Regions from separate parts of the Mus musculus genome. Here region 1 is linked to region 2. A link is a contact called in public Micro-C data. All regions are on one chromosome and are shown on one strand. The core of a region is the stretch at or near the end of the contact, and the rest is flanking DNA. Distances in the headings are between cores, read along the strand shown. Region 1 holds the start of Arl14ep (ADP-ribosylation factor-like 14 effector protein). Region 2 holds the start of Pax6os1 (paired box 6 opposite strand 1).

What was found. A called contact is a pair of places that touch in the nucleus more often than the background predicts.
Region 1: a contact with region 2 is called in a Micro-C map of the G1E-ER4 cell line. The contact joins the promoter of Arl14ep here to the promoter of Pax6os1 in region 2. A contact is called at or near these places in 5 of 39 promoter capture datasets (the 3T3-L1 cell line, embryonic stem cells, hematopoietic stem and progenitor cells and 2 more), 2 of 484 Hi-C or Micro-C datasets (the G1E-ER4 cell line and group 2 innate lymphoid cells) and 4 of 115 datasets of contacts at active chromatin or transcription factors (astrocytes, embryonic forebrain and embryonic stem cells).

What each region holds. Positions count from the first base shown.
Region 1 is chr2:106,970,440-106,977,374 of GRCm38.p6, reverse strand. Arl14ep (ADP-ribosylation factor-like 14 effector protein) reads left to right here and starts at 2,978. Exons shown (of 5, transcript NM_001025102.2): 1 at 2,978-3,103.
Region 2 is chr2:105,668,076-105,674,805 of GRCm38.p6, reverse strand. It overlaps Pax6os1 (paired box 6 opposite strand 1), which reads left to right and starts at 4,476. Exons shown (of 4, transcript NR_002867.2): 1 at 4,476-4,570. It also overlaps a transcript of Pax6 not described here. RefSeq lists an enhancer at 2,273-2,473.

The sequences.
Region 1 (6,935 bases), core at 1,729-4,228, 1.3 Mb before region 2:
CCTCTATCCTGACTCTCTTCACCTGCTATCTCTATCACAAGCACAGCTCCTGTAACACCGGAAGCCTTCGCTCCACTCATTCATTCTGGTTCACTCTTCCATCTGTGCTACAGCTCCACAAGCCAAAACCATCTTCCCCTTCCCATTATCTCTATCTAATCAGCCAGGAGATCCCAGTTCTGCTTCTTGATCAGCTCTTATCCTCAGTGAGCCTTCCTCATTCCTTTAGGTTAGGGTTTCAAATGCTTGAAATATTGAGTCAGTTAGCAATTGCAGGGACCATCCTATATATTATAGGATGCTTAGGAGTCTCTCAACCTTACTCTCCCAAGGACCAGTTAGCATCTCCTAAAGGACAGAACCCAATACCTCATGATGCTTAGGTTGGGGAACCAGGAGGAAGAGAAGCTTTCTTACCCTAAACCCCGTTAGCCCCATAGAGACATAGCCTTATTTGAGGCACTGGCATCAGCATAAGAGATTCTGGGTCCTGGCCCCTCCTTCATTCCACACTCCTTTTTTTAAAAAGTTTTACAGTTTTCATCAGGATAAAACACAGTAGCTAATGCAGCATGAAAAGGACACCATTTGTCTTCTACTTGCCTCCCCAAGCCTTCCACTCCAATGATGCTGAGTGCCTTTGCAGCTTAATTAAGGATGGATGAAATTCATAAGAAGTGGTAACTGTAGCCAGTAAGTATGCGAGTAGCTTAGGAGATAAATGCAAAGCTTGTGGGATGTTTTAAATTTAGGATATGAGTAAGCGTGCACTTTGTGAAACATAGGCAGAATTGTGTTAAATATATGTAGTAAGTTAGTAAACTATAAGGCATGCCAAAGTTAAAATAAATAGAAAATATGGTGGAACAGAGGGTCACTTGCAGTCAAAATCAGACGAGAAAAACTGTTATCATGATATATCTAAAGTGACAATTTTGTCAGCCCTAATTCAGTCACATTTTTGGAGACATCTAAAATAACCTCATACGTTGCCTACCCAGTACTAGGTATGAGTTGCTGTTCTTCAAGTTGTTGGCTGGGGTGGGGGGTGGGGGTGTCTTATAGACTTCCAAATGACACAGCTGTTTGGAATCCAGGGTGGAGTGAAACCATTGAATTAGACCACTCCACACAAAGAAGGGCTTACTGGTGACCAAGCTATCAAGACTACTGGGGAATAAGGGGAGCAACTGAAGGGCATCTTTGAGCTGATGTAGGCCGCTCACATTGGCTGAGAACTAGATACCTTGCCCAAGGTAGTTGTCATTCAGGGCAGGGTAAAGGAGGCTCCTGAAAGATTAAGGGAGGTTCCTGCCTTTAGGCTTCTAAGTACCTAGCCAGGGTCCTTCTGTTTAGGACACTGTCACCAGCACCACTATTTCAAGGGGCCACTTTGGACCTAACAGAGAGGACCCCACGAAATCCCACTCTTCTGAGGAGCTTTTGATGTTTGATGCCTATTGGTGAAGAGAGTCAATTTTCTTCAGGGATGCATTTCCTGATTTTCTTTCATGGATAGCCTCACATAGCAAATACTGACAGCAATGAATGGACTCTGGGTTTTTAAAAAACAAGCAAACGAAAACAAAACCCAATATACCTGCCTTTACGTGAGAGAAGGTAGAAGGGAGTGGAATCTCTGCCTAGCTGTAGGCATGCCCTAGTCTCTTCCCTTAAGGTCTAATCCAATGGGGCAGGTCAGGGTCTGGCTGGGAGACATCTACTAGGAAGGTAGGTTCAGCTTAAGAGCAAGTTTTCCCTTCCCAGACTCCTTCCAATGCCCCATTCAGTCCTAAGAGCAGAGCCTTGGTTAGGTTTGGCTGACCTCAATGGGTCTGACCTGCTTTCTGAGGCACGACAAAAAAACTGTGTAACTATTTATTGTTCCATCTTTTTCCTTCAGGTGCTGGCCAGAGCTCTCTAACTTAGCATTAGACTTCCTCCTCTTTGCGGAAGTTCCACCTCTCACCCCAAGGCTGTCTGCCACTGAGGCCGGTCATATTTATACTCTACATCTTCCTCTTTGGGACAACTTAAAGATTAACAAATTGCCTGCTCTTGGGTTTTCTTTTTAAAATTCTAATAAGTTGTCCTTGAGTTGTTCTGTTTTAGTTTATTCTTTTATTAATAAAACTAAGATCCCCAGGAAGGAACCCAAATTCCTAGGTTATCATATGTTGACTCTGCAGGGACACCCAAAAATTTCAGGTAATGCTGTCCTCCTTTTTAATCCTTGAGCTGACAAAGAGAACCGAACCCAGTCCTGCACTTCTAGATGACATCACTGGAGGTGGAGTTGATCCAAACACACCATATGTGTCAAATTCTCAAAACCAAGAAAACGTTATATTCATAGCCGCGTGGACTACCTATAGAGTTCTAGGGTCCAGCCTCAACTACCTGGCTGCAACCTTGTCCCAAAATTAAAACAAAAACTCACGCACCTCAAAACAACAATGATTACACCTCTTCTCTCCACCCCCAAAATGTAAAGGTTAATTTCCTGTGGTGTACCTTTTACTCAAAGATCTAGACTTTTTTTTTTTTTTTACAATATATAATAGAGAGAGCGTTTTAGAATATGTTTAGTTGGAATGGATCAAAAAATAAAATGTGAGACTTTAAATAAAAGGTCCATTCCTTGAGTTGCATTTAACTCTCCTCCAGGATTAGGGCTATCTAGGTGCGTTTGTTTGGTGTCCTGCACAGAACAGATTTGCAAACGAAGTAAAGGAAACCTGTGTTTGCTAAGGGCCTCCAAGAGCCTCCCAATTCCCCAACCTCAGGAGAGGATACAAGTTCCCCAAGGCGGGCGAGCAACTGAAGCAACTCTTGCGTTGGATTGAGTCATCCCCCCTTGTCCCCCGCACCCAGCCCTTCCTCCTCCGGAGGCCTCCGGGCTGGCTTCCGCTCTAGGCTCCTCCTGGTTCCTCTCCATGGTACAAGCGGTCTCTCTAGCCGCCCTCGCCGTCCTCTCGGTTTCTGCGCGGGGCCGGCGGTGGTGTGGAAAGCCGAGCTTGGCCTGTGCAGAGACGGTGCTTCCGGAGCCCAGCGGAGACCCGTGGCAGCTCAGGTGGACCGGGCCGGGTCGGGCCGTAGGGCTGTGAGTGGACTCTACCGATGGCACTTGAATGTGGGAGGCCGCGGTGAACCGGGAGGAGTGTTGGGAGGGGAGGCTTGTACGGCGGAAGGGGCTTGTAGCAGCCTGGCACCCGGCTCTACCCTGCACACAGTAGGTCCGCCACTGCATCAGATTGCAGGGTTTTATTTGAACCAGGGCCTCGCCACTGCTGAGCTTCATCCTCAGCTTCTTTGTGAGGACTCACTCGTGCCAAATGTCCTAAACTACCCTCCAACTCATCAAGCCCCTCCTGAGTAGCTCAGATTACAGAAACGAGTAACCAGGCCTGGGGCTTTTAAGTTTTGTTGTTTTGTTTTGTTTTTTGAGACAGTTTCTCTGTGTAGTCTTGGCTGACTTGGAATTCTCTATGTGGACGAGGCTAACCTAGAACTCACAGAGATCCGCCTGCCTCTGCCTCCCAAGTCTAACTTTAAAAACATTTTGTTTTATTACTTTATTTTGTATGGATGGATGTCTTGCCAGTATGTATGTGCCAGCAGTGCGTGGCTGGAGCCCCGACAGATCAGAACAGGGCGTCGGATTACCTTGAAACTGGAGTTACAGGATAGTCTGAGCCACCGGCGTGGGTGCTGGGAATTAACTTGGGTCTTCTGGAACCATCTCTCCAGACCGTCTTTAAAATTCACAATCTTCGCAGTTCTAACCGTGTGATATTTAGTTACGCACTTTGGTGGGTTGAGGGTTTCATTTGTTTCGTTTTGTTTTAAATTTTTTTCTACCCTAGTGCTGTTGATTATGTCTGATGAGTTGAGGCATTGGCAGAGAGTAGGGGCATTAATGAGTGAATCCCACGCGGGGTTGTGGTGGGGATCATTGCAGAGAAGTGGGATCCGATCACATCGATTTCAAGGAGAGTCTGCCATTTGGGACTCTAGGAATTTCTGACCTTGTGTTTATTCAAAAAATTTCTAAAGAGTAAAGTGTCAGAATTTGCTAATTAGAGAAGCCTTGGCTGTTGAGGGAATCCGGTAGTGCCTTGCCTTTGGAGCTTTGCATATAATGCACTAACAAGTAGCAGAGTATGGTGTTGCTGTAAAGCAGAAAGACTGGAAGTTTACTCTTTTACATAGGTTGATGGAAACCTCCGAGGTGAAGGAGGAATTAGTGATGCTTGAAGAATTGATACGAACAAGTGGGGTATACAGATGACTGGATCCCATGGTGGCTGGAGAATATGTGACCCCCGAGCCACCATACTCTGAGGAGGTTTTGCTGACTTGACCTGTGATTGGCCAAACTTGGTGGGCCTAGAGACAATGTAACTTAAAATTGGATTAAGAAATATTTTGTAGCCCGGCATGGTGGCGTAATCCCAGCACTCGGGAGGCAGTGGCAGGTGGAGTTCAAGGCCAGCCTGGTCTACAAAGTGAGTTCCAGGACAGCCAGGGCTATACAAGAGAAACCCTGTCTCAGGAAAAAAAAAAAAGAAGAAGAAGAAGAAGAAGAAGAAGAAGAACAACCTGGAGTAGGTCATTTAGTTAAATCCTTGTCAGAGTTATTTTTTGCTGTTTGGAAAACAAAATAGATGCATAGACAATGCCACACATCTATGAAGGGCCTGCAGACCCACTGATCCATTCAGGCATTAAAGTATAGTGCTTTTGGTGTTAATATTTGTCATTAAGAACGTCTAACTGGCCAACAAGCCCCAGGGACCCTCCTGCCTCCGTTTTACCAACACTGGGATTACATTTGGGCACCAGAGCACTTGGCTTGTTTGCTTTTGCAGGTTCAATGCCTGGGTCCCTACACTTGTGTGGCAATGGCAAGCAATGTACTGACTGAGCCATCCTGTCTGTTGCCAACAGTCTTGTCTAGGAAAGAAACTCCATCCCTCCCGTAGGAAATTTAAACTGAGCAGTTCCTGTAAGTTGTTCTTCAGGAAATCTATTTTAACTCAAATAAGAAGAGCTAGAACCAAAGAAGGCTTTGCTTCCTAAAAGGCTCTGAAAATGGAGGTGCCAAATTTAGCAGATAAAAAGAAAGATACCGGGGCTGGTGAGATGGCTCAGTGGGTAAGAGCACCCGACTGCTCTTCCGAAGGTCAGGAGTTCAAATCCCAGCAACCACATGGTGGCTCACAACCATCCGTAACGAGATCTGATTCCCTCTTCTGGAGTGTCTGAAGACAGCTACAGTGTACTTACATATAATAAATAAATAAATCTTTAAAAAAAAAAAAAAAAAAAAAAAAGAAAGATACCTGACTGTGCACTTAGATATGAATTTCAGACAGATGGGATTAACCTTTTAGCAATATGTAGGACATAACTGATAAAAGCACAAATATGCAGATTTAGCTAATAATTCTGTATCTGGCAACAACTGTTGAAAATTCTCCTTTAACCATGACTCCAAAGAGATCCTTACTTTAAAAAACAAAAAAAACAAAAAAAATGCAGTGACTGGGACTGAAGAGATGGGCCAGCAGTTACAAGCGCTGGCTGCTTTTCCCAAAGACCTGGGTTGAACCCAGCACCTACATAGCAGCTAACAACTGGAACTCCGGTTCCATGGCATCTGATGCTCCACTTTCTAGCCCTGCAGCCATGTAGGACACAGACATTCGTGTATGTAAAGCAACTATACACGATTTGCTTTTTCGGTTGGTTGGTTCGTTTCAAATGCAGTGATTAGATGGACAGTTTAATTTTCTACAATTGACCCATCAAAAATTATAGTACTTTAAGGACTTGGATTTCTAAACATAAACTTCCTGAGTTCTAAGATGACCTTTCCCCCTCTTTTGAGACAGTTTCTAGCCCAGGCTGGCCTCCAGGGAGGGAGCTGAGGAAGACCTTGAGTTTCTTTTTTTTTTCTTTTTTTCTTTTTTTTTTTTTTTTTTTTTTTTGATTTTTCGAGACAGGGTATCTCTTTATAGCCCTGGCTGTCCTGGCTGTCCTGGAACTCACTCTGTAGACCAGCCTGGCCTCGAACTCAGAAATCCGCCTGCCTCTGCCTCCCGAGTGCTGGGATTAAAGGCGTGCGCCACGCCCCCACGCCCGGCCCGACCTTGAGTTTCTAATCAGCCAGCCTCCCAGATGCTGAGACAGTAGGAGTATTCCATCATTTGTTTCTACGGTGCTGGGACTTGAACCCAGGACTTTGTGTCTGATACAGGGAGTTCAGGGCAGAGTAGTCTCAGTTTCCTGCTGCAGGCCACGTGCACGCTGAATTGTGAATTTTCTTTCTCCTGTACTGAGGATCATTTCCACCTTGTTTTCTCCTTCACTACCCTATTAGATTCTTTCCTTGGGTTCCAAGTTTTGGGGTCCCTATAAGAAATGGCAACCAGCACCTCCATCTCTTTTTTTCTTTCTTCTTTCTCTCTTTGATCCAGATTGCCCACCGAGTTGAGTCTTATATAATACATAGCAGGGGCCATGCAGCTGCCTTCAGGGCCATGCAGCTGCAGTCATGCATTTCTGGCAGTCTCAGCCTACATACACTGGAGTCTCAAGGACTACAGTGTATCCTCTGCTTGTTAACGGATTTTGCAGGCCCTCATAGTACTCACACAGCAGGCCCCACAGTTCCTTGCACAAACTTTCCCTGTTTACCAGAGGTTAAACAAACATCTGTTTACCACAACTAGGCCACCAGCCACAAAGCTAAATAACGATCCCACCAGTGTAACCACTGGTGAGCTAGGGAGTTTGTTTGGCTTATGGTATTGAACTTTGGGATTATTTACAGGAATATGGGTAATGCCCTCATGAATGGCAGCCTCCTAGAGGTTACATCCTTGAGTCCTTCCTGCAGTTATCCTGCCAGTTCACTTCCTGTGAAGTGA
Region 2 (6,730 bases), core at 3,227-5,726:
CTCCCGAGCCTGCCCATTTTCCCCCCACCCCACTCCCGCACCGCTGGCATTTTCTTCTCTTTCTGCTTTCCGAAGCCGCCGTGCTCAGCGGAGCGGACGCACTGCCCCAGCCTGGAGAGGCTCGAGTAAACACGCCACTTACTTTGTGTACAGAGGATTCTTGTGAAAAGCTCTGAAGAGTCCTCACCAAACACTCTCCAACTTCTCCCACGTGCCATTTGTTGACTAAGTGCGGCTGCTTTTCCAAGCCATCGAAAGGAGGGGAAGACAAGAGGGGAGGGGAAGTAGTGGAAGCCTGAGGGTGGGGGTGGGGTTTGACCAATGCTGGGAGAGATTCTGCAAGTGTGTGTCCTCGCCGGCTTTCTTGGTGTGTCAACGTGTGTCGTTGTGAGGAACCGGTTATCTGTGTGTGGTGCTTATGTATCCCCGCCAAGACTCCCTTCTCTTGGGTCAGCTCAGTCCACGGAGGCAATTCCCCTTCAACTGTTGCCAGAAAAACGGCGAGGACAGTAAGTAAATGGCTTTTCCCTCCTGACCACACACCAGAAGTCCATTTGTTGAATGCCGGACATTAGGATACACCTCAGTACACTCCAAAGACGTCCCTTGGAGTCTGCAGTTTAGGTGACAGGGGAGCAGGCAGCCGCCTTGTCCTGAGCTGTCCGGAGCTATCTCGCAGCCTGCGGGCCTTGGAGCCGAGAAGTAGAAGGCCTGAGATCCGGAACACACTCAGAACCCAGCAAAGGGAAGTGGGGTTGGCAAAGATCAGGCAAGGAGGCCGAAAGCCACCATCGAAGCCTTTGATTTTTTTTTTTTTTTTTTTTGACTTAGGGAAAGAACCGAAAGTCAGCGTCCAGCAGTAGTCTGCTCACTCAGTTGATCTCTGGCAGGCTGCGCTGATGAATCCCCATGGGAGTTGGAGCCAGATGGACGCTGCAGGCTGCCTCTGAGCCTGATTTGGACATCCTAGTCTAGCCCTTGCCTGGGGCCCAGCAATAAGGACCCAAGGAGCCTTAGCAGAGTTCCGGGGACAGAAGAGGCCTTCCGTAACCCGAGCCAGAGGTGGGTTAGCACAAACTGCTCATCTCCTCAGCTTGGGAAAGGTGGCTGACTAGCTGGGCTCACTCTGGAGGACCTAAGGCACTGGATCGGAGCTAGAAGGAAACACTGGCCAGAGGCTAAGAAGGTGGTGCCACTGCTGCAGTTGGCGGCCTCCAGTGAAAGATTTCGTAGGACCGGGACTTTCAGAGGTTCCCAGGAAGTCCTGCCTGAAGTCCAAGTTCCAGATCAGAGAAGTCAGCATTCTCCTTTTCTCCCCTTTTACATCTCAAGCAAGCATTAAAGAAGCAAGATGAGGGGGGGGGGTGCCCAGCGACTGTCCCAATTGGAGGCGGCGAATATCATTTTTACAACCTCTCAATTAGCAACCCAGTGGATTAGCACCCTCTTAAGCTTTGCCTAAGAAAGAGGCAGCCATAATCTTGTTGCTATTTCCCCCCAGGGCACTGGCTCTTTCAATCAGCCCCTTCTCCCACCCACAACCCCCATCTCACCTCAGAGAAAAGTTTTAACAAAAAAATCAGAAGAAGCTAGGAGCCTGGCATGAATGCCGCTGACGTCATTGGGTGGGGATGGGGGCTTCGGGTGGGACTGTTGGAAACTGCACAAACAAGAAACAGAAAGGACTTGGCTGCTCTAGTGTGTCAATATTTGGGGAGGGGAGCTGAGGAACAGAAAGAGGCAAAGTTTCTAAAGTTTAAGGAAAGGGATGAGAGCCAGGATCTCTCTCTCTCTCTCTCTCTCTCTCTCTCTCTCTCTCTCTCTCTCCTCTCTCTCTCTCCCTCCCTCCCTTCCTACTCTCTCTCTCTCTCTCTCTCTCTCTCTCTCTCTCTCTCTCTCTCTCTCTGCCTGTCCTTGGTGAATCATCTTTTCTGCCAAGCACCTGCTGTCGGGAAGAGACCTGGAAGGAGGGAGGCTAAAACCAAGGTGCAAGGCACTAGTAAAACGGAGACAACGCTCGGGTCGCCATTTTAACTGAGGCTTTCAACCCGTCGGAGGCCCATTTCGCTTGTCCTCCAGTGTTAGTGTTAGAATAGAAAGGCTGGCGAAGCTGCATTTTAGGCGCCCCCCCCCCGACCCCCGCTGCCTTTCACTACTACTCTGCTACTCTTTCCTCCGTTCTACCCTCTGACCCGTGCGAGGACGGGTTTTCCTCTGGCCGGGTAACTGAAAGCTCGTGGTGTAGAGTGGCGCTGGGGGCATCGAGGTTTGCCCGACGGTGTTCAGAACCTCTCTAACCATCATGGATGCGAAAGTAGGAGGCCCCTTCAGAATCACTCCCAACAGTCCCTGGTAGCCTGTACCCACCGCATTTAGTCTCTGTCCCGAGAGCGGCCCCTGGCGAGGCAAAGAAGTGCCCAGTTCTCTGGGGAAATGTGCTTTGGCCTCACAGCCTCAGAACAACCAGTACTCCATTCCGTGTTCCCACACCTCCAAACTCCCATTTTGACTGGTCCTAGCTGAGGCGCGGTTGCAGACACACTGAGGAGGGCAAGGATGAATTTCTTTGGAGGAGGAAGGTCTCAGTAAACACCCGAGACACTTTAGAGAGCTCCAAGTGTGTCTCTTTCTGCAGGCCCTGAAGAGTGGATTCCAGGGATCTCTGGGATGGCAAACAAATCAAAAGGTCATAAAAATCAAAGTCTTCCACCCTAGCCACCCAGTTCCTGATGCCTCCCTGGCTTGGGGCTTTCTCTCTCCGCTTACCCCAGCAACCTGCCTGAATCCTGCTCACCGGCTAGCCTAGCCAAAGCCCAGGACAGTACAGAAACAGAAGAGAGCCGAACGACCGCCCAGCGGCGCCTCCAGGCTTTAGCTTGACTGGAAAAAGCCATGGTGCCCTTTCCTTTCCTTTCTTCTTGCCAAATGGTTAGTGTATCTGGGCGCTCGCGGGTCCAATCCTCTTCTCTTCATATTGGTCAGCACCTCTCCCCCTCCATTTCCCTCCCAGCCCACCCCTAAAATGCTTAAATCCCGGCATTGTCCGGATGGGTGTCCCAGCAAAGAGCTTTCTTGTAGGAGGCTAGTTAACTCTCAAGCTTCCTTTCTTCCACATCCTACAGTTGTCTATATGGAAAGTAGATTCAAAGTCTCTAACGCATAGGACACCCTGAAATCCCATCGTTTTGGGATTTTTACAGATAGGGTGTCTAGAAAAGTTCTCTTTCCATTCTCCAACCCCGGGACATTCCTTCAAGTCTCCTTTTCTTCTAACCTCAGTACTAAAGAGGTAAGTGTTCAGCTTCAAATGAAAAGCTTGCTAAGGTCACCGCTCTATAGAATATGTCTGAACAGCTGCCTGGTAGAAGGGCCAGGGACTGACTCCTGCCATTTGTTTTGTTCAGGAGCTAGAAACGTGCAGGCCTGATGCTCAGGATTTTGAGACTGGGAAAGAGAGAGCAAATGTCAGGGCTGGCTCACTCCAGCAGCCTGGAACCGAACTAAGCACATCCTGACAGGCTTTTAAAATGACATTGATTGAGACAAGCTGTTCCCAACCCCAGTAAGAGTTAATCTGCCTGTTAATCAAGGCACTAAGGGGCTCAATGCGAGTTTTATTAGTGACTGGAGAGCAGAGGCAGCAGTAGCAAGGGATCAAAAGCTGAAATCCCAGATACTTTGTCAGTGCACACTCCTCCAAAAAAACAATGTATTTTTCAATTAGAGAACAATTTGGCGCTTTTCATCATTTCCTAACCCAGTCTCACAGATGGTGACTTGAAGCCTCCCCATCAGGGAAAAACTTGTGGGGATTGGGAGTCAGGGACAGAGCAATGAGGGATTAAGCCCTGGTTGTTTCCTCGGAGATCGGGGTCCACCTGGGAGAATATCCGAACTCTGGGATCAAGGCTCTGCAGCCAGATTCCTCCCGAAAAGAAAAGGAATGAAAAAGGGAAGCAAAAGAAAAAATAATACCACAAATACAGGCACTCGTCCTTCTAGGTCTGGCCAAGCATCTCTGCCAGTGCACTAGAAAGTTCTCATGCAAGATTTACTCTCTCTCTCTCTCTCTCTCTCTCTCTCTCTCTCTCTCTCTCTCTCTCCCTTTCCCTCTCTCTCTCCCTTACTTCTCTCTCCCTCTCTCCCTGGAAGCTGGATTCTCTTTGGTTTTCTTTTCCAAGTCTGGGCACTGGCGGAAATTTGAATACTAAGTTCTCCAATAATTCAAATGATACGAAGTCTGAGGGAGGAAAAAGTAGACACACCAATCCGATTTGCCCTCTGATCAAGGAGGGCAGCAGAGTAAGACCACAGCAGAGGAAGTCCCTGGCTCACCCTGGGCGCAGGGCGAGGACTCTGGTCAGAGGTAATTATGTCACCGCGTTTTCTCGCCGTGACAGCCGAATAAACACAATCTCCAATAAACATCTCTAATGAGGGAGGAGGCCCGAGGATGGCTGGTTTGATTTATGACTAGAGGAGAAGGTCCACTTCCTACTGCGAAGCGGGCAAACTGCTCACGGCTCAACTCTGGAATAAGGAACTCTCGGAGGAGAGGACCCCCGTTCAGGTAAGGTGCTCAGACTGGTGGCCACTTTGCCCGTGGCCTCCTTTCTATGTGAGGCGCTCAGAGGGGACTCTGCTCAGAGTTAGACTCCTGGGCACCTGTCACAGGTGCTTGAGAGCCAAACGATCTGGACAAGTGCCTCCAGCGGGTCTAGAGAGAGGGCGTCAGGAGCACGCGTGGGAGTGGGCGAGATCCAGGCCAGGCCTGCTACATGGCCTCAAATTTCCGGTGGGTTGCTCCGGTGCCCCGACTCAGGCAGCCTGAGCGGCTCCTGGTAAGCTTAGGGCTTGAGTGAGAGATTTTCCAACCTGGCGAAAACACCTTTTAGTTTAAGTTAGGGGTAATCACTTTCCTGACCCACTTCGGCCAAGTTCTGGCCTTCCTGGAGCCGGAGCATGGCTGGGTATCTCTCTCCAGGGCACTCAGCAACCGGGTTCCCCTGGAGCCCACATGCTTCCCGCCGAGGCAAAGAGCTCCGCCGCTGCTAGGAACCCGTTCCCGGTAACCCGAGCCCGCATTCTAGCTCAGTGAGAATCGCTAATTATTAGGTCTTCCGAAGGAAGCTCAAATCACACGCTGGGGCCTTCGCGCGCGCTGCCCAGCTCTGGAGGGCCGCATTCTTTCGTCCTGTGCTCCTTTCGGGGGAAACGAACCCCAAGACTTTGACTTCGATATGGAACACACATCTACACAACCTTGGGGAAACTTTTGTCGCAAGTCGCCCGACCTTCCGCGGGGTGCTCCATGAATTCGGCGCGAGGCTTGGTGGCTTCTCCAAGCATGAATGTCGCTAATTGCATCGGGGGAAGGCGTGTTGCAAACTGCATGCCCACCGCCTGCTTTTCTTAGGATCTCAGCGATTTCTTTAGACTGCGGCCACAGCCACCACCCTCCCACCCCCCACATCACCCCCAGCTCAGGGCCAGACGGGAAGTCCTCTCTTGAGACCACAACATTTTGTTACTTTTACAAAGAAGCATGCTTCGCAAAGACATCCCCTCCCCCTCACCCCCGTCCCATCCGCAGCAACTCCTCTACCATCTTTGTAAGCTTCCTTTAAAAAGAAAAAGAAAAAAATCAAGGCCGGGGCCACTCGGGGAGGGTTTCTATGACCTGAACACACAGGTTGCACGTCGGAGAGGGGCGCCGCTACTCTTGGGGTGAGTCTGGCTAGAATCAAAGCGGTTACCTGTGAGCCGAGGGTGGGGTGTCAGGTGAGTCTGGTGGCGCTGGTTCCCACACTTCTCAAAGCCGCTTCTCGGGGGGAAGTAGCAGATCTGACAACCGGGTTCTACGCGAGGACCTGCCCCAGAGTTTAAATGTCAACGATAAGAAAAGAGGGTGCTCCGGCAGGCGCTAACTTTCCTTAATATCCACGCCAGCAATGCCCTCATTGGTTGCCGGGCGCGGATGACGTCACGGCGGCCAGAGTTGGGTTCAGCTCGGCAGATTAGCTCTCTGGCCCGGCGGGAGACTCCCTCTCTTCAGGCAGAGTCTGACTCCTCCATCCTAAGAGTCTTCAGGGGTCTGGCCGGTAACTGCACACGCCCAGCCTGCCTCTGGCTGGTATTGTCCTCCCTGAGGTTCGGCTTAAGCCCCCCTCCCCCTACTTTCAAGTAAACAGGTCCTGCGGAGTTCAGGGGCCATCCAGTACGCGGATCCCACTGTACTTGCTCTTAGGCCAGCCAGTTATCTCTCTAAGTGACCCCGTAGCCTGTCCTTAGGTTCTCTAGAGAGTCACTTCATCAGAGGGACGAAGACCACGAGGGGTCGAAAGGGATCTCTGGCAAGTTCTTTTCACGAGATGACCCAATGGATAACCCTACCTGGCCCTAGCTTCCACAAGTCACAAGCTGGGCACAGACTGTGGCTCCAGCAACCAATGAGCAAACTCCTTTCCCAAACCCGGCCAAATCTAAGCCTGTTGGCGTTTTCCTTAGGGAAGTCCCAAAGCCAGAGTGCCCGGGCTTCCCTCGCTTGGAACTGAAAAGCTCCATTCATGTAGAAAATGTAGATGATGGTATTTATCTTTGACTTGAGGGCTAACTGTTGACTTTGTGGCCTAGAGGGGCAAAAGTGGGGACATAGAAGATTGGGAGGTTAAGATTTCCCTTCCTCGTGCTCAGTGAGTGAAGATATTGGGGCAAGGTCGCCAGATACTGA